7 separate regions of the Mus musculus genome follow, and all the other regions are linked to region 7. The links are chromatin contacts, called in public HiCAR-type, HiChIP or PLAC-seq and promoter capture Hi-C maps. All regions are on one chromosome and are shown on one strand. The core of a region is the stretch at or near the end of the contact, and the rest is flanking DNA. Distances in the headings are between cores, read along the strand shown.

What was found. Promoter capture Hi-C pulls out the DNA fragments that hold promoters and counts their contacts. HiCAR-type assays count read pairs that join an accessible place to other places. HiChIP or PLAC-seq counts read pairs in DNA pulled down with a chosen protein or histone mark.
Region 1: a contact with region 7 is called in a promoter capture Hi-C map of the HPC-7 cell line, with 7 times the contacts expected there. The contact joins the enhancer-like site here to the promoter of Zfp330 in region 7. A contact is called at or near these places in 10 of 39 promoter capture datasets (the 3T3-L1 cell line, the C10 cell line, the HPC-7 cell line and 5 more), 3 of 115 datasets of contacts at active chromatin or transcription factors (astrocytes, embryonic stem cells and stem cell-derived neural progenitor cells) and 1 of 9 other capture datasets (embryonic stem cells).
Region 2: a contact with region 7 is called in an H3K27ac HiChIP or PLAC-seq map of large pre-B cells, with 4 times the contacts expected there. The contact joins the enhancer-like site here to the promoter of Zfp330 in region 7. A contact is called at or near these places in 5 of 39 promoter capture datasets (the 3T3-L1 cell line, embryonic stem cells, hippocampal neurons and 1 more), 4 of 115 datasets of contacts at active chromatin or transcription factors (acute myeloid leukemia, astrocytes, forebrain and 1 more) and 1 of 9 other capture datasets (embryonic stem cells).
Region 3: a contact with region 7 is called in a promoter capture Hi-C map of pre-B cells, with 6 times the contacts expected there. The contact joins the enhancer-like site here to the promoter of Zfp330 in region 7. A contact is called at or near these places in 5 of 39 promoter capture datasets (the C10 cell line, cranial neural crest, hippocampal neurons and 2 more), 1 of 115 datasets of contacts at active chromatin or transcription factors (large pre-B cells) and 1 of 9 other capture datasets (liver).
Region 4: a HiCAR-type map of astrocytes shows a contact between it and region 7, with 7 times the contacts expected there. The contact joins the enhancer-like site here to the promoter of Zfp330 in region 7. A contact is called at or near these places in 7 of 39 promoter capture datasets (3T3-L1-derived adipocytes, the C10 cell line, embryonic stem cells and 4 more), 5 of 115 datasets of contacts at active chromatin or transcription factors (acute myeloid leukemia, astrocytes, embryonic forebrain and 2 more) and 2 of 9 other capture datasets (embryonic stem cells and liver).
Region 5: a contact with region 7 is called in an H3K27ac HiChIP or PLAC-seq map of extraembryonic endoderm stem cells, with 7 times the contacts expected there. The contact joins the enhancer-like site here to the promoter of Zfp330 in region 7. A contact is called at or near these places in 4 of 39 promoter capture datasets (embryonic stem cells, hippocampal neurons, liver and 1 more), 3 of 115 datasets of contacts at active chromatin or transcription factors (astrocytes, embryonic stem cells and extraembryonic endoderm stem cells) and 1 of 9 other capture datasets (embryonic stem cells).
Region 6: a promoter capture Hi-C map of neutrophils shows a contact between it and region 7, with 8 times the contacts expected there. The contact joins the promoter of Inpp4b here to the promoter of Zfp330 in region 7. A contact is called at or near these places in 15 of 39 promoter capture datasets (the 3T3-L1 cell line, the C10 cell line, cranial neural crest and 8 more), 2 of 484 Hi-C or Micro-C datasets (bone marrow-derived macrophages and pre-B cells), 8 of 115 datasets of contacts at active chromatin or transcription factors (embryonic forebrain, embryonic limb bud, embryonic stem cells and 4 more) and 4 of 9 other capture datasets (adipose tissue, embryonic stem cells, liver and 1 more).

What each region holds. Positions count from the first base shown.
Region 1 is chr8:81,489,618-81,493,356 of GRCm38.p6, forward strand. All of the region lies in intron 2 of Inpp4b (inositol polyphosphate-4-phosphatase, type II), which reads left to right. Among named protein-coding and RNA genes, the nearest start is that of Gm51582, 150 kb to the left of the region's middle. Within about 2 kb of position 1,919, at least 24 of the 459 cell types and tissues checked have an H3K27ac peak or open chromatin away from gene starts, as enhancers often do. A contact at or near this core is called in the HPC-7 cell line, where this site is marked.
Region 2 is chr8:80,922,425-80,925,847 of GRCm38.p6, forward strand. No RefSeq gene overlaps it. Among named protein-coding and RNA genes, the nearest start is that of Gm31223, 25 kb to the right of the region's middle. Within about 2 kb of position 1,692, at least 12 of the 459 cell types and tissues checked have an H3K27ac peak or open chromatin away from gene starts, as enhancers often do.
Region 3 is chr8:81,078,123-81,081,525 of GRCm38.p6, forward strand. No RefSeq gene overlaps it. Among named protein-coding and RNA genes, the nearest start is that of Gm9725, 47 kb to the left of the region's middle. Within about 2 kb of position 1,894, at least 24 of the 459 cell types and tissues checked have an H3K27ac peak or open chromatin away from gene starts, as enhancers often do. A contact at or near this core is called in pre-B cells, where this site is marked.
Region 4 is chr8:80,802,482-80,806,214 of GRCm38.p6, forward strand. All of the region lies in intron 1 of Gab1 (growth factor receptor bound protein 2-associated protein 1), which reads right to left. Among named protein-coding and RNA genes, the nearest start is that of Gm51580, 9.8 kb to the right of the region's middle. Within about 2 kb of position 1,795, at least 65 of the 459 cell types and tissues checked have an H3K27ac peak or open chromatin away from gene starts, as enhancers often do. A contact at or near this core is called in astrocytes, embryonic forebrain and forebrain, where this site is marked.
Region 5 is chr8:80,851,569-80,855,221 of GRCm38.p6, forward strand. The region is part of intron 1 of Gab1 (growth factor receptor bound protein 2-associated protein 1); the gene reads right to left. Among named protein-coding and RNA genes, the nearest start is that of Gab1, 27 kb to the right of the region's middle. Within about 2 kb of position 2,298, at least 69 of the 459 cell types and tissues checked have an H3K27ac peak or open chromatin away from gene starts, as enhancers often do. A contact at or near this core is called in extraembryonic endoderm stem cells, where this site is marked.
Region 6 is chr8:81,340,854-81,344,636 of GRCm38.p6, forward strand. Inpp4b (inositol polyphosphate-4-phosphatase, type II) reads left to right here and starts at 1,709. Exons shown (of 25, transcript NM_001024617.3): 1 at 1,709-1,944. It overlaps Gm51582 (classical arabinogalactan protein 9-like), which reads right to left and starts at 1,800. Exons shown (of 2, transcript XM_030243908.1): 1 at 1,401-1,800. The coding sequence starts at 1,789.
Region 7 is chr8:82,772,721-82,776,328 of GRCm38.p6, forward strand. Zfp330 (zinc finger protein 330) reads right to left here and starts at 1,425. Exons shown (of 10, transcript NM_145600.2): 1 at 1,337-1,425; 2 at 160-291. The coding sequence starts at 279.

The DNA of each region.
Region 1 (3,739 bases), core at 669-3,168, 1.3 Mb before region 7:
AAAAAAAAGAAAATGAAATGGTGTTCCTACCCTTTATAATGGACAATAGATGTGGGTGAACGTGTGCACGCATGTGTGAGTGTGTGTGTGTGTGTGTGAATGTGTGTGGGGTGGGGATGAGTACATGATAAAGTACACTATTTCAGACATGTAAGCAACACTCCTGGAGCATTTATGCTCACTGTGTTCATGTTGGTGGGGGTCCACGGCTGAAGCAAGGCATGGCAGGATACATATGTCCCTCTCCTTTAAGACCCGAGATTTTATTATCAGTCTGCTGCCTATGAGTGCCACCTATTTTCACTCCAGTTTTTGTTTGTGTCTCAGGCATGTCTACAGAATGAGCATGGTGGGTTTTATCCCATTCTTTCCCTCCCCCATTGCACTCTTCCCAGACAGTTCTTCAGCTTCCATGTCTCTTTTCTGTGTGTGGTCCAGTGAGTTTAATTAAGGTTACTTTTTCAAGCATGGAGAAGAAGTTATTCAGTGGAACAAGAGACATTCATCTGTGACCACAGTACTAAAGCAAGCAACACTCCTCTCCCAGAAAGCACTGACTGCCAATTCCTGCATTTGCTTAATGACCATTTTAGTGCATCATTTCTATTATAAGAGAAAGCCTTATACTGGGTAACAGGAATGTCTCTGAAAGCTAGATGCTCAAGACAGTTACTAGGATTCAGTATGGTGAAGGACTGGCCTTATTTTTTCCTCAAGCAATAGAAGGGGAGAATGTCAAATAGTTGCCTCTAGCCCCCTTTCTAATGGGACCATTAGTTCTGATCACCAGGAGGTCTTATTCTCATGTTCCCAAAAGACCTTCCTTAAACCCATCATGTTGGTAGTTAAGTTTCACTGTATGAAACTAGATAGGACCCATACAGACAACAGCAATGGCTAGACATTTGTCTTAAAAACCTATCATAAAGACAGAAGTACATGGACTGCAGTCACACCCATGTGAGCTCTCAGGCCTACTATGATAGGAAGAAGAAGTCATGATTAGCTATAGTCATCCTTTCTTTTAATAAACGCCTTCGGCCTCTCTCTATGGGCCATTAACTCTAGATGCTGGGATACAGCAGCCTACAAAACAGAGAGAAATCCCTTCTCTGCTGGATTTTATGTCATACTAAGAAGAGACAGATGGTAAACAAATGTCTATCACTCTAGAAAAGAGCTATAGAGAAAAGCAAGGGAAGGAGGGAGGCAGGGCATCTGTGGCAGGGTGAAGTTTCATATTTAAATTGGCAGGCCTGGAAGTCGCCAGTCAGATGCTGTTTAAGCAAAGACCTGAAGAGGTCAGTGAGTGGTCTGATCAAATGGATGGGCCAATTGAATTTTCTCTTTACCAGGACTGTGGGTCATGTATGCCAGCTCTGAGTTCAGACAGAGGAAAAAAAACAAGTCCATTGCAATAATCTTCACATGAGATGGTGGTGGATAGGGTTAGGTTAGTCAAACTGGAGGTGACACATGGCAGAGATGGTGACCTAGCAGATCTGTAACATCTCAAAGGCTGCAGCTGTTCTGCACAAGTTCTGAGGTCAGATTCAGGGCAGGGAACCGGGAAACAAATAAAAACACAGAGAAACCTTGGGAAGGCAGAACGATTCATTAGAGAGTGAAGCCAGAGAAGCAAAGATTATTCAAGCTTATAGGGGTCTGGGTAATGTTCAACACTACAGAGAACTTAGCAGGAATGTGCCCAAGAGGGGTGCACCACATTTGACAGGCAGGAGGCCATCAGTGGCCTCATCAAGGCAGCTTTGGCTGGTTGCTGAAGCTGAACATCTGAAAAATGGAGAAGTACACAGTGAAGATATGGATTGCCCTTTCAGGAAGCCTGATAGATACTGACACAACAGTCAAAGTTGTTATCATAATCCACAGTGAGATGTACATTTCCTCCAGTGATCTGCACATGTGCACAGACAGCATCCTGTACCACCAGAGCTGCTTTGTGACTTAATGAGTTCTCATGTGTATAGTGTATGCCAACATTCTTCATCTCCCTCATATAATATATTTTTAAAAATGCTTGCCAACAACAGATAAATTGATTCTGACTCTATCTCTAATATTGATTTATAATTTCCAACAATTTCATACACAACAGTTGACTAAAGAATTGCCACCTATAAGCTCATACTCAACCAGAAGGGCTGGCATCATATTTTGGACATTATGATCAAACTTTTAGACACATCATCCTTTCTTCATGTGTGGGATTTATACTCTTCGTGGTAGCACAGTTGTACAGAGAGTGGTTAGCATGTGCACGATCATGAGATTTATCTGTAACACAAAGAAAAAAGTAGAAAAAAAAGATTTGCCCTTGATGTACAGTTACAGTCACATTGTGTTCATAAGAAATCATTTCCTGCCAACAAAACGACATGGGTGTCTCCCTGTTTTGATTTTATTCTGTCTCTGTGATGTCTAATATTTGATCTGTAACCTTTGATCTGTGATCAGGCACAGGATAACTGTACTGGGGAGCTTGGTCCTCAGATGAAATATAGAATGGATCTTTCTTGAATAGGAGTTGGCATATATTATGGAAGAATAGACATCAAATACAAAAATGGCATTTAGTGATATATTTTTGAAAGGCAGAAAATCAGCATAAACTAATGAAAGCAATTTCTTCTTGGGCTGAAAGTCTGCATTAATAGAATTGTAAGGATTTTAAAGCAGAATGGACAATAAAATTTAAACAGTGAACAGAGGAAAGTATTGTAAGATCAGATATCAATCTTCTGTGCTACAGGATAGATCTGTCAGGTTTCAGTAGGAAGGTGAAAATAGAGATCTCTGAGGAACAGAGTGGATGCAAGCAGTGCTCCTTTGAGATTGGGTAGTTCCACACAGAGCTAGGTTTGTTGACTGACAATGAGAAGACAAGGGCTTTCTGTTTGGCTTTGGAAGGACCTCTCACCCTGAGCATGTATGATAAAAGAGGTTACTGAAGATTTGGGCTAGTCTGAGTGGGTGTGCTGCTGGGAGATCAGGACTTGGCTATTGATAGGTGAGCAGTTGTCAATTTGCAGATTCAAATCTTGCCTTTTCCTTTTGTTTTAAAGCGAAGGCCACAAATTGGCAACCTACCCAAAACATACAACACTCATAAATTTGTTTTTTTTCCTCCCTAGTATTTTATTCATAATATTTCAGATTTTATTCAACAGTAGCAAAATGCTACAGAAGTTCAATTTTTGTTCTTTGCTTTGCTTTTAGGGAAAAAAAAGTGGAAAATGTATCCTTTGCCCACATATTGGGACTTACTATTACTTACTATTTTGGGTTCATGATTGGAGAGCCAAAAGTAAAGTAGTAAGCATTAAGCATGCTTATAAAAAGTGTCCTAAAAAGGCATCTGGGATGGTAAGCTTTAGTGTTTGCTCTTTCATCTATGCAAATGCAAGCCTCCTTTTAAAACTCTTTGAGAATTTCAACCAATGCATTTTAATTGCATTCCCTTCATCCCTCAACTCTTCCAGATTCACCTCCCTTTCTCTAACCACACAACTTACCTTTGAATAGCCAATGAGTCCAGTTTGCACTGCCCATATCCTCTTGGATTTGAGGTCATACATTGGACTATGGCCACATAGTAGAGTTACACCATTGTATCCGTCTAACCCTCCATCTCACAACAACTATCAGTTTCCACAGCTCCTCAGTTAGGGATGGAACTTCTACCCACTTCTCTCTGTGCTGAGATTCTGAACGGCTT
Region 2 (3,423 bases), core at 442-2,941, 1.9 Mb before region 7:
GGACTTGTGAACTTTCTCTTCACCCATTTGACTAGAGTGGTCTTGTGAAGGCATCCATATAGATTAGAGTTAACGGGTGTGACAGTATTGTCCTGTCCAGATGACAGTGTCAAGCCATAGTTGTCTTGCTGTTTACAATACTGTAGTTTCAACAAACTAAGAATACTTTCAGCAAATCTTCTGTTTCTTTCACATAATTCACATCTTTGAATTCTGGAATAACAGGCTCACATTGAAGAATGGGGCATGGGGGAAGGGCATTAGTGATAGGATCCTCTACTGAGCCTCATCACCCGCCCTCCCACACTCCCCACCTCCTCCCTCCCTTCCCCCAACCCAGCTCTGGAGCTGACTGCATCTCTCAGGGGATCTTAGAGCTGCATGAGAAGAAATGGCCTTTGGTATGCTGCCAACTAGAGCGCAGCCTTTCCAGAGCTGTCCCAAGCCCAAGGCGTTTCCCGGGAACTGGACCAGCTGTCAGTAGAAGAGGCCTGGCTTCTTTGGGCTTGGCAAATTTCTTTGGTCTTTCCAAAGAACCCTGCCTGGGTCTTGCCAGACATGATGTGGTTCCCGGTCTCTTCAGGCAGTTTCTGTTCATTAATCGGGGCATCTTGGAGCAAGAAATTCATCACATTGCGGGTATTTCCCCCAAAAGGTTCCAAGCTAAAAATATTCTGTGTCCCAATCTCTAAAACGTTATGTATTACTATGCAGCAGTCATGGTTTGTATATGTTTCTTAGTTGTATGTCACTTGAGATTAAAATGAAAAAAAAAAGCTCAAACATCAAACGTACTACAGAATTAACCTTTAGTTGTATGGTTAAAAGCACTTTCAAAACCCTTAAGTCTTGCTGGGCAGTGGTGGCACACGCCTTTAGTCCCAACACTTGGGAGGCAGAGGCAGTCGGATTTCTGAGTTCAAGGCCAGCCTGGTCTACAAAGTGAGTTCCAGGACATTCAGGGCTATACAGAGAAACCCTGTCTCGAAAAACAAAAAAACAAAACCGAAAACCAAGCCAAACCGAACCAAACCAAAACCATGAGTCTCAAGAAAAAGATAAAGGAGAATGGCTCTTGTGTGTGTTGATCACTTCTGTGCATGGTTCTCTGGGAAGGTAAAGAGTCTCCATACTATTTTATAGTGAATTCTTTAATTTTCTGCTAAATAGTTTTGCAAAGTATATAGCAAACTTTGTGAGGGGCATATCTCAGTCTGACCCTACTTCTCCACTGAAAGTTATGTCAATAATTAGGTCATCAAAACGGAGAGTACAGGGTGAGATGTAGCTTCAGTAGAGCATGTGCCGAGCTTGTGCAAAGCTCTGAGTTTAACGTCCTATTGGAGGTCAGCTGCATGGGGTGGTATACACCTGGCATTCCAGCCTCAGGAGGCAGAGAAGGAAGGATCAAAAGTTCAAGATCATTGCTAGTCATAAGGTTAAGTTCTAAGGCAGGCGGGGATACATAAGGCTATTTCAAAACAAACAGACGAAATAAATAGCACCACTAGAGACACCAGGGTGTGGGGGTGGGTGGGAGGGGAGTGGCTCTGAATGATATTGTCCCCTATTTCTTGGAACATCTGCAGGAAGGAAATGAAACTTGTTTTTGTTTCTGTGTGACTGAGAGATGAGCCTGAAGTCGCCTGTCTATTGAAAGAGTCCCTGGAGCTTTAGAATCCCCAGGAGGATGCTAGCAGGGCTCTGGGAATGGGGTCTCCACCAGCTGTTCTGGCCTTGGGTAGAAGTGTGGCATGCCTGGGAGCTTGTTGCCCTTCTCTTTGTAGGCAGTAGATGGAGCTGAGCATGAACTGAACCTTCGGAGACTGTGAGACAAACGCGCCTCTCCTCTCTTAAGGTGTTTACCTCGACTCGAGTATTTTGTCCCAGCGGTGGGACTAACACATGAGGTGCACTAACGCATGAAGTGGGACAGTTTGAGCGTGAGGCACAGAGGTAAAGGTTTCTGCACCATCATATATGTGCAGACTTCTCTGGCTGCGTCTTTCCAACCTACATCTAATATTTATAAAGAAACATGTATAACAACCGACCTTCACTATAGATATCCATATAGAAGGAAGACTGAAGGCTAACTAGAGAGAATGCCTGTGGTTGGAATTCAGGTTCTATCATTTACCAGGTCAGTAACCTTGAACAAGCTGCTTACTTGTAGCTTTCTCAACTTAATAGGGAACAAAATAGGAATAACAGTTTCTATTTTCTGAATCAGAACTAATGAAATCAGGGTTTACCGTTATTAGTGTTGTTGTTGTTATTGATGTGTGTGTGTGTGTGTGTGTGTGTGTACTCATATAGGTGCACATATATACACGTGTGTGAAGCCCAGTGGACCACCCTCGCAGTCATTCACCCTGGTTTCTTGAGAGAGGCTCTCTGATGGGCCTGGACCTTGCTGCCTTGGGTAGATTGGCTTGTTATAAGCCCTAGGAACCTACTCCTTTGGGGCTGAGATTACGTGTGTGGATCATTATGCCTACCCCTTTCTTTTCCTTCCTTCCTTCCTTCCTTCCTTCCTTCCTTCCTTCCTTCCTTCCTTCCTTCCTTCCTTCCTTCCTTCCTTCCTTCCTTCCTTCCTTCCTCCCTCCCTCCCTCCCTCCCTCCCTCCCTCCCTCCCTCCCTCCCTCCCTCCCTCCCTCCCTCCCTCCCTTCTTTCTTTCTTTCTTTCTTTCTTTCTTTCTTTCTTTCTTTCTTTCTTTCTTTCTTTCTTTCTTTCTTTCTCTAACATGTGTGTGTGTGTGCTTCGAGTAGACACAATACATGTGCATGAGTGTGCACACAACAGCATTCCTGGGCCCTGAAAGCTACTAGACACGAGGGTAAGAATACAGTGCAGCCTTCGGAAGGTAGCTGATCAAGTACAGGCAGCTTAGCTGGGCCCAGATACCTCACTGGTTACTTAAGGCTTTGAAAGGGAAGGTTCCCATCATCTGGGCTGCTCTTTGCTTTCCTGGGAGGGGAGTGTCTTACTCGGGGTAAGTGAGAGCGAGGAGCCCGAGCCCTGGCAGCAACTCCCTGTATGTCCTGAGGCAAGTTGCTTAACCTCTGAGACTTAAAATCTTCATCATCTATAAAAATAGACTAATACCTAGCTTTCAGAGACGTTGTAAGGCTCCAGGTTAACCTCAATTATCTGGCTTCATGGAAGAGAGCAGGAGATAATCCAGAAAGAAAGGGAAAAGCCACAACACAGTTTCTCTTTAGTCTTGAGTCTCTAATGATCCCTTTTTGTCTTACCAACGTTTCTTCTCGATTCTTTACTTAGGCTGGAATGAAAAGTTCCTTACATCCTGGGAAGGATGCCTATGTGTTGGGGGAATACGGGTAGGTGGCATAATTTTTGTCAAAGAGAATTGCAAGCCTTTCAGGTCATTGAGAAATAAATGGTGGTGACAGAGAGGT
Region 3 (3,403 bases), core at 644-3,143, 1.7 Mb before region 7:
ACCGAATGGCAGAGAAGCACCTGAAAAAATGTTCAACATCCTTAATCATCAGGGAAATGCAAATCAAAACAACCCTAAGATTCCACCTCACACCAGTCAGAATGTCTAAGATCAAAAATTCAGGTGACAGCAGATGCTGGCGAGGATGTGGAGAAAGAGGAACACTCCTCCATTGTTGGTGGGATTGCAGGCTTGTACAACCACTCTGGAAATCCGTCTGGCGGTTCCTCAGAAAATTGGACATAGTACTACCGGAGGATCCAGCAATACCTCTCCTGGGCATATATCCAGAAGATGCCCCAACTGGTAAGAAGGACACATGCTCCACTATGTTCATAGCAGCATTATTTATAATAGCCAGAAGCTGGAAAGAACCTAGATGCCCCTCAACAGAGGAATGGATACAGAAAATGTGGTACATCTACACAATGGAGTACTACTCAGCTATTAAAAAGAATGAATTTATGAAATTCCTAGCCAAATGGATGGACCTGGAGGGCATCATCCTGAGTGAGGTAACACATTCACAAAGGAACTCACACAATATGTACTCACTGATAAGTGGATATTAGCCCAAAACCTAGGATACCCAAGATATAAGATACAATTTCCTAAACACATGAAACTCAAGAAAAATGAAGACTGAAGTGTGGACACTATGCCCCTCCTTAGAAGTGGGAACAAAACACCCTTGGAAGGAGTTACAGAGACAAAGTTTGGAGCTGAGATTAAAAGGTGGACCATGTAGAGACTGCCTTATCCAGGGATCCACCCCATAATCAGCATCCAAACGCTGACACCATTGCATACACTAGCAAGATTTTATCGAAAGGACCCAGATGTAGCTGTCTCTTGTGAGACTATGCCGGGGCCTAGCAAACACAGAAGTGGATGCCCACAGTCAGCTAATGGATGGATCACAGGGCTCCCAATGGAGGAGCTAGAGAAAGTACCCAAGGAGCTAAAGGGATCTGCAACCCTATAGGTGGATCAACATTATGAACTAACCAGTGCCCCGGAGCTCTTGACTCTAGCTGCATATGTATCAAAAGATGGCCTAGTCGGCCATCACTGGAAAGAGAGGCCCATTGGACACACAAACTTTATATGCCCCAGAACAGGGGAACGCCAGGGCCAAAAAGGGGGAGTGGGCGGGTAGGGGAGTGGGGGTGGGTGGGTATGGGGGACTTTTGGTATAGCATTGGAAATGTAAATGAGCTAAATACCTAATAAAAAATGGAAAGAAAAAAAAAAAAAGAGATACTCTTCCAAATTGTTGATTGCTGAATTCCAAATTAGTTCAGCCTTTAAGGAGAGCAGTATGGGATGTCTTTAAAGGAAATAAAAGATAAAATTATCGTACGGTTTCCCAAGCTCACTGCTGTCAGCTGTCAGCGGGAGCGAGCGTGCTGAAGAGATACAGACCCTCATTTTCCTCGCAGCCTTTTTATTCTCAATAGTCAACACCACACTGGCTCAACTGAAGTGAGCAAAAGACAGGAACACACACTTGACAGAATGCAAGTCAACTTTTCATAGGACAGCTACTCATGACCACATAGGAAGACATGGAGACATGCGGGTATTCTATGTGAAACACGCAGGCCTAGAAAAAGATACATGCTGTATTGTCTCACACAGGAAGTCTTAAAACATCAAACTCTGCTAATAAAATAACGATGATGATAAAAAAGACCCTCTCTAGCAGGAGTAGAAAGGTTGTAAACTCTGTCATACATTTGAAAATTGGCAAGAGAGTAAATGGTATTTTCACCATTAAAAGTTAGTAAGCATTACAATGCACATTAATTTAGCCACTGCACGATGCACACGTGTAGACCATAAATGTACAACTTTTACTTGTCTGTTGAAAAACAACAGCTGTGGGTATAAAAAACTGTAGCTTGCACCAAGTGTTCTTTCTCAGCAGCCTAGAATAACAACCCCCTCGGGGAATGGTGCAGGGCAGTTTGCTACCTCACACTGGGAAACAGGTTTGAACCCAGGAGAGGACACTGTGAGCCAGCATTTCTCCTGCGGAGAAGACGAGGGAGGATGAAGCCCAAAAGGATACATACGATTTTGCTCAGTCCCACTCCTCCAGCGGAAGGAAGTACACGGTGTTGTAAATTACTGTTTTAAACCTTGATGTTTTCTTGTGGCTGTCTGGGTAAGATATTTCTTCCTCTTTCACACCAACACCCACTCTCTAGAAATTCCATTCAGGTTAGCAATAAAAACTAAAAGTTATTTAGGAACCGGTCTGCAAAGCCTGCATAGCTTTTGTAGAAAGGAGAAGTTCTGGAAGTGCTCACAGGGAGAAAAGGACTTCGGGGCTGCAGCACTGGAATTCAACATGGCAGAGTGAGCTGGAAACCAGACAGCCAATGGTTCTATTCACACTGTTTTATAATTTAACGCAAGTCTTCCTCCTTTTCTCATTTTCTTATGGCATTTTCATATCTACCAGCTTCAGCTGACCCCTTCATACTTCACCTTCTCCAGGATCTCGCCATCCTCCAGTCTCGGGTTACTCTTTTCCAGCCAAAGTATTCATATGTCATGTGTTCTCATTCCCACCCTGTTCACCGCTCTTTGCTACAGCCTCTTTATCCTGCCCCTTGCTTTATTTCTACTTTGCCCTGACTTGTCTTTGGTGGATACTGGTAAGCCAGACATAAGTCCTATGGAAATGTAAGGGGTCCAAATTATCCCAGGTAAATGTGAGGCGTAAGAATGAAGAGAAATGTGGAACCATGAAAGGAAGCCTGCTTTGTGGTTGAGCTAGGCTTAAACCCCAGAGACCCAGCAGATAACTCTGTAAGGGATGGAAGGAAGTTTGCCACGCTACCAGACACCAGGTCCCAGCTCCATAAGTCTGTGGCCATCAGTCATGTAGGGCACAATGCCCTAAGCCCCTGGCATTCTGTCTGGACTTCACCACAGTTACCTGGCAACAGTCAGTATGCTCCGTCCCATGGTTACCTGGCAACAGCCAGATAGGTCTATTTGCCCCCTCCTCCCTCTCTTATTCTCTTACTTTTGCCCTCTTGCTCCCTCTTTCTCCACATTCCCTTACCCTCTCTGTCCACAAGGCCATGGCCGGCCTACAATAAATGCCTTAAAACCATGGACTGCCTCTTCTCATCGGGATCCGCCATACAGGAGCAATGGAGCAGGTCTTATGCTAAAGACCAGTGTCTAATCTCCCAAGGGAGGCCTCCCAAGCACTCTCAGACATGGCTTCTATCAACACAAGCCAAAGACTCTCCTCCCTGCAGGACCCAGCCGAGCGCTTTCCTCCTGTCCTTTTCCCTTTGGCCCCAGGCCAGATCCAGTCCTTCAAGCCCCTACTCTATTCTCAGCTCTTCCACAGCATCCAGCAGCACCTGCAGTGTCCAAG
Region 4 (3,733 bases), core at 545-3,044, 2.0 Mb before region 7:
ACTAACTGCATTTTTTATGTAGATTTGGATGGTGGTGCTAGGGATGTGCCAAAGGGTCTGGGGTGGCAACGGAGGCTCCAGCAACCTCTGTCCTAGTCCTGCTCAAAGGAAGTAACGAAGGTGGCCAAGAAGAAAGGCATGGAGCTCTGTGGATGTTCCATGTACTGGGAAGTCACAAGATTATAGATACACATGATACTGCATGACAAAAGTCCATTCATCTAACTCAAATGAACAACAGCCATTGTAGAAAATTTATCACCTTTTGCAAGGTGTGGTAGCACACATAAGACTCTGCCCTGAGACCTATAAAGGCATCCATAAGTATTAAGCCTGATACAGCAACGGAGAAGCAGAAAGTCAGAAAACAGTATTATTTATGCAGAGGAGCCTTTCTCTGGTTAGTGCCCTCCACCCCCCAGATTGAAGAGGTTCTGTCTTTAAATACAGAAATGATTTCTAAAACTTTAATGCCTCGCAAGGAAATCTTTCTGAAATGCCTTACTACATAATTCATTGAACATAATTCATCCATTCCCCAGTGGCTCGGGTCAGTGGTGCAGGTGTCAATCTCTAGACTGCAAGTCATCGAGGGCCACCAAGGCTGCTGAGCTGTGTAGGGTCATCAGCCCCATACCGAACCAGCCCACTGCTGGGTGTGCCCAGTTCACCTAACCATTATAGGTGTGTGTGTGTGTGTGGGTGTGTGTGTGTGTGAGAGAGTGTGCGCACCCATGCACACATACATGCTCAACCTTGATCTTGTTTTGCTTTTTAGTTTGGTCCCTCACTGGCCTGGCGCTTACTAAGGAGGGTAGGCTGTCTGGTCTGTGAGCCCCAATGATCTACCTCTGCTAACCTTTCTTTCCAGGACTGGGTTTATAAGCACACCCCTCTATGCCCAGCTCTTTTGCATGTGCTCTGGGGAATCTAACTCAAGGCCCGACACTTGGCTGCTAAGTACTTTCTCAAGCGAACATCTCTCCCACTCTGCCTACAATCCTTTAAGCGAACTTTCTACCCGTCCTCCCTTACATTTTCATCAACTATCACGTCTGTCTTGGGAGGCCAAACTCTTCGTATGTTCTCTTTCCAAAAACCCATTGTTTTCTTTCCCAACCTTCTAGGCCTTTCCTTCCTGGGCCACCTTCAGAGTTCCCAAGGGAAATAAAGTTGTACAGTTTGGGGACTATTAAATGCACTCCATGGTCTCATTAAAATTTGATCAGTGCTTTCCAAACGTCTTCTCTGTGAGAAAAAGAGCCCCTGAATGAGGCATATGTGTGAAAAACACATGTAAAGTAACTGCTCCAAACCACTGCTGTGTGGTGGGAAAACTACAGAGCCAGAAGAGACTGGGACTGTCGTCTTCCTGTGTGCCTTTGAGACACTGTACACATCACTTTCTACTTCCCATCTAACCAGATTTCCTAATTTGGACCTTCCTGTCACCAACATCCAAAAGGCCTTTAGAAACTGCCCTGGGGCACAGTGGACCAGTGACCACGGGAGCTGAGTAGTAGCCACTACCTGAGACCTGAACTCCTGAGACAGGAAACAGCAGCCCGGAGATGCAGAACCGAGGCAGGCAGCACCTGCCTCTTGTTTGTTTATTTTTAACATGGTCTAAATGTGAATGTTTGTCTCGGTCACAAAATGAGTCACTCTCATTGAATCTGGCACCAATGAAACGGGAAAAACAAAAGCAATTACATAAACTCACACTTTAACAAGGCACATACAAAGGTTCTCTGGATGGCGGGACAAAGCACCATTTAGTCATAGAATAAAGCCTGATGCTTGACAGGAGATCTGTCATCAGCACCCTTGCTAATCACAGCACAAAGGCTTCTCTGTTTTGTCCAAGCACAAAAAAGGCCCCAATAAACCAGTCTTTGTTATCTGAGAATATCTGGGATTCTTAAAGTTTGTCCTATTTTTACCCTGCTGTCTCGGGAGCCCCAGAGACAGCTGTACACTGCCTCCCAGTCTTGCTTGAGTAACAGTCAAAGCAGATGAGTTTTCTTGAAACCTTCAAAGCAAATGCTCAAATCAACTTTAAATAAAAATCTCATGAAAAACCATTTTAACTATTAGACTTCCATGATAATGAAACAGTATCCATAAGGTTAGCTGAGAAAATTACATAACAACTTACGGTGTGGCCATCATGTCTTACAACAATGACTCGAGTTTCAAGCCCAATAATCAATGTAGTACCAACTTTAGTGAATCTTTAGATGTACCATCCTCTGATATCGGTGCCCTCTGCTTACTGGTTATCTGTCTGCTGTCTACATGGGAGAGAGCTCAAATTCATAATAACCCAACCTGTATCTCCTCAAAGGTTTGCCATCCTCTTCGGTGTGTCTTCTTTTCCGCCTTTGGCCCTGTAACAGATGCTATTCTGAGCACATAAGCCACCCCGAACTCAGCTCAGTCCTCCTCTCTGAACCATCCCCTAACTAGCTTGCCCCAAGCTAGCTTGGGACCCTCCATCCTCACGTCCTTCCCAGTCGCATGCTGTTTGGTACTCTTAATCCAAATTACTTGGGGGTTTTGGGAAGCCTTGTCTCTGTACCTTTCCTCCGCTCCCATCCCCCTGCTCCCCAGGGAGCTTGTATCACCCATTGATGAAGAAGCAGGTATGCCCATTGAAGTTAGGACAATATGGACATCCTCATATGACCTACACATCACAGGGACACTGGTCTGAGCATAACCTGCCTGGCCTACTCAAGAACTGTCAGAAGATAGCGCTCCATAAATTTTCAACTAACTTGCTTTCAACCTCTACACACTTGGGAGGTGTCTATGAACTTCAGTTGAAAAGAATTCCGTATAAGCACATCTACACTTAAGCAAATTAGGCTATGCTAAGCTCAAGGCAGGCCTATCACACTTTGGCAAGATCTGAAAACAGGCTTCTCAGCTACTAGGGTAGCAGTCTGGAACACACTGTCACAAAGGACAGATGGAGCCCTGTCATAAGAATTCCCACCTGGACTAGCCCCTCACCATCACTTGCTATATGCAATTAGCAAGTTTATAGAACGTGCCCAATTACCCCAAGTGATGCTATGTTCAGCTTTAAAGAAAACCACTGTCTCTGCCATACACTTGTTCTAGGAGCCTTCTGTGGTTACAAATAACCAGAGGATTCTGTTTTACAGGAGGGAAGTGATTCCTTCAGAGCAGCAACTGCATCATGCTGTATACATGTGCTGTGCTCGGTGGACGTGGGGTAGCTGACCTCCAAACTCTGCACTGGGTCCAAACGCCTCGGAACTGCTTCTCCAACTCGAAGCACGAGGGGCCTTTCTTTCCTTTCCTTTCCTCTTTCCTTTCCTCTTTCCTTTCCCCTTTCCTTTCCTTTCCTTTCCTTTCCTTTCCTTTCCTTTCCTTTCCTTTCCAATTATTTTGAATCAGCAACAACAATTAACAAATTACTAAGGTCTTGAAAGCCTTGATATAGACAATCTAGTGTTTTCTGCCCATCAAAATCACCACAGAGAGCCAGTGAACTTGATTAGAAGATCTCTGGGAAAGAAATCAGAGATAGGAAGTTAGTGCAGTCCAAGTGTCAGTTCCAGGACGGCACATGACCTTGCATCTTCCAAACCAGGTTGTCTTCTGAGCATTCCCCTCCACACTCTCACACTTCATTCCTCTTCCAATGATCAACTTCCTTCAAATTCCAGGTCAAGACCTTCACTTAAGCCCCCAACTCAGC
Region 5 (3,653 bases), core at 1,048-3,547, 1.9 Mb before region 7:
TCCTCTGAAAGCAAGCATCAGGATTCTGAGAAGCATCAACTTGCATGCAAACTTTTTTTCACGAGGGAGGGAGAGGGTTTGGGGAAGGGACTTACAGGAAAAGAAGTTCCCATTGCCAACTATCCTTCACACTCTTGATGCTGACACCACTTTATAAATGTCCAAGGAGGACGCCTTACACTAACCCTCATCTTATCTTCTCCTGACCTCTGACGGTTACCCACACACAAGCGGCCACTGTAATGAACAGAGGTTCTCCAATCCTCAGTTCATGAACAGAAAAAGACCACAGTGGGGCCAGGAAGGACACCGCAGTGCATAAAGCTGCTTACCACTAGGCCTGAACAACGGAGTTCTATCTTTGGTACCCACATGGTGGAAGGAAAAGACCGACTCCCACAAATTATCCTGACCTCCACATGCATGCCAGCCAACACACACATACACACACACACACACAAAAATAGGTGCAAAATTATATATACATAGGAAACTTTCAAAGAGTAATAAAAAGTAACCAGGTAGAGTGGTTTATGCCTTTAATTCCAGATCTCTGTGAGTTGAGACCAGCCTGGTCTATAGAGAGTTCCAAGACAGCCAGGACTACACAGAGAAACCGTGTCTCAAGGAAAGAAAGAAAGGGAGGAAGAAAGGAAAGAAAGAAGAAAGGAAAGAAGGAAGGAAGAAAGAAAAAGTAGTTTCTCAATCTCAATAAAAGCAAATTTAAAACAGAAAACTGTTTTTAAAAAACAGAATCAGAAAAACAAAGAGCTTGAAAAGCATTCCAATTTCAGAACTAATTTTTTTTAAAAAAGAGATATAGCACACATAGAGCTATCATGTCCTCACTATTACGAGTAGAATGGAATGGGGAAACTCATTGCACAAAGGACTGCTCTGTCTGCAAGCAGACCTACAGTTAGGTTGTCAGTACAAGGCCACACAGTTCTGGCCTCTTCTCTCTCCAATCATCCAACACCAATGCCGCTGAGCAGTCGGGCAGGTTACAACCTGTCTGACCTACAGAAATGAGAGACTCTTTTAGGGTATTTCAAACTAAGAGTGACTCACTGGGGGTGGGGGTGGGGACACAGGTTGTTGCTAAATTGAGATCTTCTAAGACTTCACTTGTCTCTGATCAGAAAGTGAACCTGTGTGTGTGTGTGTGTGTGTGTGTGTGTGTGTGTGTGTGTGTGTGTGTGTATGTGTCAGCATCCGACTTCCACTCTGCATCCTAGAGAGGTGATCTTATGAAGGAGATGGGTGTGTGTGTGTGTGTGTGTGTGTGTGTGTGTGTGTGTAGGGGGACGGTACTGACAAGGCACAAAGCCCTTCAGAGAACTTAGAGGCTCGCCCATCAGTCAAGACACGTCCCTCATGAAGTTAACAGGGAGACAGTGTTGTTCTGAGAAACCAGGAAATAACCCTACAGCGGAGGGAACACAGTGCCACACAGAAATAGTCATCAGCAAACACTCTCCCACACAGCAGGCCCCATTCAGCCCTCCCTGTTTTCTCAGTGGGCACTGAGTGGGCACTGAGTGGGCACTGGCTCATGAGGTGACAGAGTTAACCCCTGGCATCCGTAGTATCAGACATGACATACTGCGTGCCTCATGTGGAAGGTGCTGTCATCTGACCAGGCCTTCATTACTACGGTGCCTTCCTAAAACTCAGATAAAAATGGAAACTGACCCAAGAGGCAGCCCCGGGGTCCCTGGCCACAGTGTCCCTCAGAGTCAGTCAGTCTGCAAGCGCTCTTTAACTTCAAATACCATTCAAACTGTTATCGCATATTTACTTAGCTCTGCAGTTTCTAACAAACCCACCAAACAGGACGAGCTAGTCTGAATTGACGAGCCAGTCTACATTATACAATATACCAGGGAGCCAGCTGCTCCTGGGTCAGACAAGTCAGGACAAGGGCTGAAAGAGTTAAAGCTCACTACATACACCTGAAGGCAGCCTCTGCAGATTCACTTGTGTGGAAATGGTTTTACCCCCAAAACAGGGAGAGCCCAACCACCCCTAAAAAGGCTGCATGTGTCCCCACAAATACCAACCGAGCTGCTGTGATTGACAACACACACATAAGAAAGCAACAACAAAAAAAGCATTTGAGCTTCGCCTATGATATCTGACGTACCCCTAAATAAGTCTTCCTTGGGTCTGGTAAAGGTAACGCATTCTGAAGAGATTTTCAGTAATTAGTCATCGCCGCTGCGCCCCCAGCACGCTATCAGCTTAAACTTGGGCTGGGAGCCAGCACTGTTTTATGACCTGAATAAACTGTTTTACTCTCATGCATGTACTTGTTGAAGAGTGAGATTTCATATCTACCACCCTCACGGGTGTCGGAGAGGACAGCCAAGCAGTCAAATTTGCAGCGCTTCATAAACTTGCACCCTGTGCAAGCCAAGGTGAAGAAGCACCGCGAAGAAAATAACACTCTATACCAAGAGAAGAAAGATTTTCTGAAATGATATTCAAAGGTGTTCAGCATAAACACACATTGTTTCATAAAGACTCACAATGGTTTTTTTTTATTTGTTTGTTTGTTTGTTTGTTTTTAACAGTCTGTTATATATCAACTCCGAAAAATTTTGGAAAAAAACAAAGTTATATTTCCCCTCTTAATTGTAAATGGTGACCATATAAACCTATGAATCACAGGCAGTATTGACAAAACTACAAGTCAGACAGACACTGAGGTTCAACAAAAGAACCCGACACAATAATTCCAATCTAGAAACTTGAAAGCGTTCTGGATAAAAAAAGGCTTGAAATGCGAGTGCATGTGGCTCATTAAAATATCTATTAAAAACGGTGGGCTTCCGGGCACAGTGGCTGACATCTATCATGCCAGCACTTGAGAAAGTGAAGTGGGAGGAGGAACGCTATAGTGGGTGGCTAGCCTGGCTACTAAGAGTACTATGTCAGCCTTGGACACATATTTTTAAAGTAAATAAGTAGAGGTACAGTTTCGCTTATAAGGCCAGAACCCTTCTCTAGACACTGAATTCTAAAAGGAATTTTTTTGGAGGGCAGGTGATGTGGTTTCATGTAGCCAAGGCTAACTTTAAACTCCCGATATAGCTGAGGATAACCCCAAACTTTTGGTTCTTTACACCTCAACATCCTGAGTGCTAGGATCACATCTAGGTACCACCATGTTCAACCTATAGGGGGTTAGAATTGGAACTCAGGGTTTTCTGCCAGATAGTCCCATAAACTAAATTCCAACTTTAAAAGCCTTTTTAGTAACAATAATCAAATGTGTTCTTTCCTATTTCTGATACCCCATATTACATGATTTAAAAAAATTAAGTAAGTCTTGTGGTGATACATACAAAGCAAATGAGAAGGCTAAGGCAGGAGAATCAGGAGTTCAAAACCATCCTGGGCACCATGAGACCCTATATTGAAAGTATTAAGAACAGGCTTTGAAGAGACAAAAGAAAAAGTAAAGCCCTCAACTGGGAAGGGGAACCCCATTTCTGGTGAGTCTACTTTTTCAATTATGTTTTAGATGTGTTTTGTTTTCTGTGTGTGAGTGTTTCTGCCTGCGTGTATATGGAACACACAGTGTTACAGAGCCCCGAAAAGGGCATTGGATTTCCTGGATGATATGGTTGTGAACCACCATGTGGGTG
Region 6 (3,783 bases), core at 459-2,958, 1.4 Mb before region 7:
AACAAACTAATCAAATGAACTAACCAACCAAACCAGACAACCGACCAACAGAACTAATTCAACCAACCTATCAGCCAACTAACCAACCCAACCAACTAAACTAACCCACTAGCCAAACAAACTAATCATTCAAGCTAGCTAACTGACCAAAGGAATCAATCCTAACAACTTACCAACCAGCCAAACCAAGCAACCAACCAAACCAATCAACTAACCAAACTAACCATCCAAACCAGCTAACCAACCAACTTAACCAACTCAACCAACCTATCAAACAAGCAACCTAACCAATCCACCCACCCACTCAATTACCCACCCACTAACCAACTCAGCCACCAACCAACCCAAACCAACCAACCAACCAACCAACCAACCAACCCAATCAACCAACGGAACCAACCAAAGACACCCTCACACCACCACTAGCACCCCGCCCCCACACACATAAATTTAAACCATCAAACTCCCTGCCCTCATCAACAAAGATAATATCTAGTAGCAAATACTTGGGAAGTAAATGGATGTCTCGATTCAGGCAGTGACAGCAGGGGTGACAGCTGGGGGCAGACACAGCTTCCCATTTTGTAATACTGTAATACTGTTAAGCACTGCCTTAACCCAAATTGATTTCACTGACTTTAAGATTCCAGGCTCTTTGTGTGACAAATGTCACACTTGTGTACACGCGTTTTTACTTTATTTAGAGTGCCAGTTTAAAGGGTTGCAAGGAAGAAAAAGGACTAGTGTGCCTTTGTGGGTAAGCTCTGAGAAGAATTACCTCTGAGCAGAGTGGACAAAACCTCTCTAGGAAAGCCGCCAGGTGGCACCTGTAAGGCGCAGATGGAGAGAGTCATTTGCCCCACCCCCACAGGCCGGACTATCCAGACTACCCCTCACCCCTCGGGTTTGTTCGCGAGGAAGTGGGGGAGTTTCAGTCTCTTTCCAGACAGCGTGATTACACACCAAAATTTTCTGACACCTCAAACACACCGAGGGCGGATTGTCTCCACACAACCAGGCTGTCAAAGGCATGAGCCTGGTGGTTGGGAACACTTAGGCACTCTGCAAGGTGGGGAGTGGCTGTGGGCTGCCCCTGTGCCCAGGTCTGCTCAGTCTGGGTCTAGGGGAAAACACTGGCAAGGGAGAAGCAGTTCTCAGGACCGTGACACGCAGAAGTCACCAGAACGTGGGACAGCGCTTCACACTCCTCTAACGCCCAATCCTCCTCCCAGGGACAGTCAGTGGGGACTAGTCTGAGCTACCTTCTCACATCCTTTTACATTTCCGCCTTCTGCAGTCTCTTCTCCTGTCCGGGTCGCATTGTGATTGCCTTGCCCCCCCCCCCCCCCGCCCCGCGCGCTTCGCCCCTGTGATCCCGCACCCCAGGATTGGCAGCTGACCCCAGAGACAGCAGAGTCTGAGTGGTGGGTGTCAGTAAACAGAAGCAGCGTGTTGTGGTCATTTCGAGCTGTGCGGTCGGGCCACCAACTCCATCTGTGGCAGGGAGGCGAGCTGCACCAGTTGCGAGACTGCTGCTGTTCCTCTTTGGTGGCTGGTTGGTGACATTGGGAGGAGACCGCTCCGAGGGAGTGAGCCTAAGACGAGGAGGAAGAGAGGCAGGGCGTTGGGGGTGGGGACGTGGCGACAGTGCCAGGGGGCGTGTGAGCTGCGGGCGAGGAGCAACTTCTCCCGGGCGCGCGCTGCGGGGCGGCGGGCGGAGCGTGAGCTGCCAGCCCAGAGCAGGGAGCGGGGAGCGGGGAGGCTCGGCCCGCGCCCTGCACGCTACCATCCTCCGGGTTCCCAGCCCCGGGTGCTGAGCTCGCCGCTATAAATAGCAGGTTACAGCTTCTGCTTGGGCGCACACGCTTTCACTGGAGAACGCAGGAAAGTCATCCTGAAAAGTGTCTGCCGCTGCTATCGCCCCCTACTCAGCCTCTGCAAGAGGTAACATCCTGCCTGGGATCCTGGGGCTCGGGAGGGAATTTTGCAGGGTGCGGAGGGTGAGGATGGGTGAATCCATAGGCTGTAGTCGTGCGCATCGGACAGTTCAGGGTGGTGGTGGTGGGGAGTACGTCCTGCCTGAGAGACAGCTGGTGTGTTTCTTATCAAGTTTCCCAGCTTGCAGCCAAGATCGTCCCTTCAGCCTTGCTTCCCAGGGACCCTGGCTGCTGGTGGTACCCCTGTGACCCTGATTACTGTCTAGTGGAGCTCGCTTGGTCTGGGGTGAACACCACACACACACACACACACACACACACACACACACACACACACGCACACACATATGAGTTCCAACTCCCAGGTGACACTGAGTTCTGGCCCAGCTTATGGTCCCTTTGAGCTGTTCTTAAAAGGTGCTGCAGCGACCTGGAGTGCTTAGGGACTGCTTCTCAACCCTAGTCCCAGTCACTGGCTGTCTCCTGCTTCAGAGGAAGTGGTCCTGGTCCTTAGAACAAGGAAGGCATGCTGGGGTTGCAGTTGCCTAAAGAGCTCTCTTTTCATGGCTATCTCCAGCCCCACCTTCAGCAACTCCTGCCCTCTCCGTCCCCCCAACACCACCCCCCCAAGTCAGGCCTGTTACCCCTAGGCTACCTTCATGTTCTACCTACCCCAAAGAGAAGTCAAGAAAGAGTTAGAAAATCAGGGCTTCAAAGTAAGAGTGGGTGATGAGAGGCTCCTCTGGAGTCTCAAATTTGCACTACAGCCTACTTGAGCTTATCTGGCCCCTCTAGCAGGACAAGGGTCCTGAGCAAACCCAGGAGCCTGCTGCTAGTATGGACTTTCAGGCTTGCAACTGGCTAGCTCTAGGTGATGCGAGAACCAGAGGCACCGGTGTTTGCCCCTCTCCACCTTTGATTTTGCTTCCCTCAGGGGAGGTGGTTTCTGCCCCAGAGGACACCCAGAGGTTTCTGTTTGGAGACAGAAGCTTTATAGGTAGGGATGTGCATATTGATGAGATAGTTGCAGCCACACAAAACTTATTGGAAAAACCCCAGAGGAGAGAGAGGCAGCAGTGCTGTTAGGGGACCGAGGTTTGTTAAGGGAAAGGATGCTCAGTTGATTATGTGGTTCCTGCAGCGTCAACTTACCAGGGAAACCCTGCGGGACATTCAGTCACGCTGGTCTAAATGATGTAGAATGTCTTCTTTGTTCATCTTACTTTATGTTTTTCTTTCTCCTGATTCTGGCTTCCTTGCTCTTTCCAAAATGACATTTGAGGTCATTATGTGGGTATTACATTTTGCTTACATTTCCCTTCAGTCTGAAAGAAGTTATTTATAAAGGTGTAGCTCTATAAAATACATGAAAGAGCAGAAGACAGGGATGAGTTCATCTCTCCTATGATGGGCACTAGGTGGCCCCTTTTATAGGTGTACATCTACATTTAGAGGACTTGTTCGCACAGAAATTTTCTTAGTGAGTTCTGGAATCAGAATGTTATCAATCTGACTTGGTTCAGAGACTCAGCAAGAGAGTGGCTGCCTGATGCTGTGTTAAAGGTAGAGTTAGGAGAGGTTTGGACAAGTGGGTACTGTCAGCTTACTCGGTGTGGGAGGAAATACATTAGCTCATGTTCTTTGGGATATACTCCAGGGAAACATTGACATGAAATCACAGTAATTGATCAGTGCCTCTGGGCTCAGCACATGGGCCTTAAACTCAAACCTGTAGGAGTTGCACTAAGTTAAAATGCTTCTGCAGAAAAATAAAGGAGAGAAAGAAAGAAAGAAGGAAATAAAGGAAGGAAGGAAAAAGGGGGCGTTTTATGAGAGTCCTGTGTAT
Region 7 (3,608 bases), core at 175-2,674:
ACAATAAAAATATCATTGTTACTCAGTAAAATACTGAGGACACCTTTAACAGGTTCTTCACAGGGGCACACCATAGTTGATCATGTTTTTTAGGTACCTATATATGGTACTACAGAGTCCTCCATTCAGCCACCAGCCATTGCTTTAAAAAGCTCTCACCATTGAAGCATTGCATGGGTGTTTGGCTAGGTCGACAGTACTTCTTGATGCTCGCAGTTGTTTCTCGCGTTCTCGGCGGTTCTCTGCCTTCTTCCTCGCACCGGTCTTTTTCTTCGGCATGTTCCCTTCTTTCTAAACAAGAAAACAGGAAAGGTATAATTGATGCGTTCAGTCACACAGCATCTATACTTTCCTTAAATATTAAATCAGTCTTTCAATTTTAAATGCACCTCATCCCATCTGAAGCCTTTAGCAACATTACACACACATTATTCCAGCTGCAGGCTCCTAAACTAAGGCCCTCCTCTGGGCTTCCAAACTCTCACACAGCATAAGCATCAAGGACCTCAACCAAACAGCTAGAGTAATTGTTTTCTCACCCTAATTATTCTCTTCACTCAAAAAAACCTATGTATGCACCATTAGTAAGAAATGACTAAAAATATTTGTTTTGTGCCAAGTTGAAATAACCATTTTGAGCTATACAGTCTCAGCCCTAATGCTGTTGACATACAGTATTATACAGTACACTGTCACCTACATGGTATCTAAACAAATAACCAGCAACCCAAGGCCTGACCGCAAACAAACCCATTTTCTCTTAAGAGACTAAGGTACTACAGTGGCTTTCGCTGCCTGTCCCTCGTGCCTAGATGCAACAGTTTCGACAAGTCAGATGCTTTGGAGTTTGTTTCCCACACAGACATCAAACCTTACAGTGCTGGTTTTCAGCACACAGAAAAACTACAACAGAGACAACCAGGCTTCTGTGTTCTCACTCTGGTGCCCCAATCCTTTCGGACAGGACAGTCTTCAGAGCTAATCAGTGGTTAATCATGCTGGCCACGCCACGGGGCCTTCCTTCAGTGTTTAAAAGGGAAGTCTGGAGCATGTGGCTGAGTGGCCACGGGTGACCGTGGATGAATTCTGTACCCACTAAGACATCTCAGACCTATTTTTTTCCTCGAATCTGTTTGTGCCAACGAGGAGAGATTTCTTTGAGTTCAAGCTTAGATCCTGGTGACAGCAGAGCGACATTGGGTTCCAGGCTCTGGGAGGCCAGGAGGCGGGGGCGCGGGAAGAGCCACGCGGCTCGCGACCCGCCAGCAGCCCGAGGGCCCCTCACGTTCTCCAGACCCACCCACGTCGCGCGGCCTCACGGGGACGCGCCACTCACCGCAGTGGCCGAGGACGCGGAGGAGAGGGCGAGCCGCGGGCTAGAACGGCAGAAGCAGCCCGTTTCCAACGGTGGGAGCGAGACCGGATATCCTGCTATGTCAGAGCGCCCAGGTTGAACACGTCAACAGGAAGAATCCCGCATGTTCCGCCCCCTCCTCGGGGAGGACCCGCCTTCCCGGAAGTGGACTTGCTACAATGGAAAGAGGCTCCAGCGTTGCAAAGAAAGTAGAGGGCAGAGAGCTGCCGCATCTCAAGGCCTCTGCTATGTCATTCTGATTTTATTATTTAACTCAGAGAGCTAAAAAGTCCAAAAGGAAAAGAAAGACGAGCCCACAAAAAATTTTGAGAGGAGAACAAGAACTTTGCTAGCAATTTTTTGCCTGACTCTTCTGAAATCCTTTTCCTTTCTGGGAGCCTGACAAGCCTCACATGGCACATTTTTAATTTTTGTTGTTGTTATTTTCTGAGACATAATGAATGGAACCCTGGCCTTGAAGCCACGACTCCATTACCTCTGTCTCTCAGCACTAGGATTATAGGCGTGCTCACAGGAAACTGCAGAGCCCTCCACTCCTCCCCCCCACCCACCCACCCCCGCTTTTTTTAATGTCTCACAACACTGAGTTCGGAGGTGTCTTGCTTGGCCTCTGCTGTGTGCATTCTGTTCCATTGTGAGCAAATCCTCCCACGTTCTCTGCTTCTGCTCCGAGGCTGAGATCTAACTATGCTTCCCTACAAGACTGTTTGCTTTAAATAACACTGAAGGTAAATGTTCCACTCTCACTCCCACCTTACCTTTGGGGAGGAAGTTCTTGACATTACTCCCAGTACTGCATGTGAGTATCACTTACTGCCTATCACCTTCTATATTTGAGTGGAGCTGTGTTATATCCACCCACTTTTTTTTATATTTTTTTATTTACATTTCAAATGTTTTTCCCTTTCCAGGTCTCCCCTCCAAAAACTCCCTATCCCATCCCCCTCCCTCTGCCTCTTTGAGGGTGCTCCCCTATCCACCCACCCACTCCTGGCTTCCAGCCCTTGCATTCTCCTACACATCAAACACCCTCAGGGCCAAGGGCCTCTCCTCCCACTGATGTCCAACAAGGCCATCTTCTGTCTTTACCACATTCACATCCCAATGGAAGACAACTCGTTTTGGTCTCTCTCTTTTTTTCCAACCCCTTCTGTTATCATCTTTGCTGCACTCCAGGAATTCGCTTTCATAACCACACCTCAAGCCTTTCTCTGAAGAGAGCTCAGTTTTGTCAATGAAATATGAATGTCTTGGCTTACTAGGCTCCTACCCTGTGCTCTGTTCTGTATTCTCTTGTTTAGTCATCCTTTTCAGTCTTTTTTTCTGCAAGTTCTACTTAATAAAACAGTCCCATCTCATTAGTCACAGTTTTTATCATAGTTTTTGTACTACTGATCATTAAATGATGTACCTTTTCCCTCCTATTGATTTTCTGGGTGGGGTTTTGGGGGATGGGGTGCTGATACATAAACAGGAGTCTATGTCACTAAACTCAAGCCTCTCAGGATTCCCCTTCTGTCCTCCTATAGTTCCCTAATCTCTTATTCCCATTTACCACAATATTTAATCATAATCAAAACATACTTGTTTTCTTCAAGCTTCCACCACTTATATCAATTTCAACAGACATCACCATCTCCTCTTTGTATAAAATGAGGACATGACTGCTCCCAAGTATGAGTAAGGAGAGAATTTTATTGTAGATGTGAGGGAGAATGCTGCCAGAGACATCTGAAGGAGAGAAAGTTATAAACGAAGCATGAGAGAAGAGAGGGAGAGAGAAGGGAAAAAGAACAAAGAAGAGAGAGCCAAGAGAGGGGACCAGGAGGACAAGGGAGCCAAGAAAGCTCACAGACACAATGGCAGCATTCTAGCAGAATAAGAAGCTGAGGGAAGGGAAGTCCAGGAGCTAGACAAGTTTAGGGGAGAGGGTGAAGTGAGCTGAGCTAACTGGAGCCCCGGGTTTCTGAGTGTCTGGCCAGCATGTGCTTTGATATGCTAATAGAGCCACAGTTCACCATTTGTCCCTAGCTTCTTTGAGACCTGATACTCTTTCACAAACACAAAGTGTCAACAACAGCTAATATAGTCATGGGCTTGCTCCTTACGTTTTAGGCACTTTGCCTGTGTGCCCTTAACAAGGTAACACAAGAAAAAGAACACATAGATAAGATGCAGCTTGACCCACAATTCTATAGGTATTTGGGCTTGAGTGTTTGTATTCTCCTGGGCT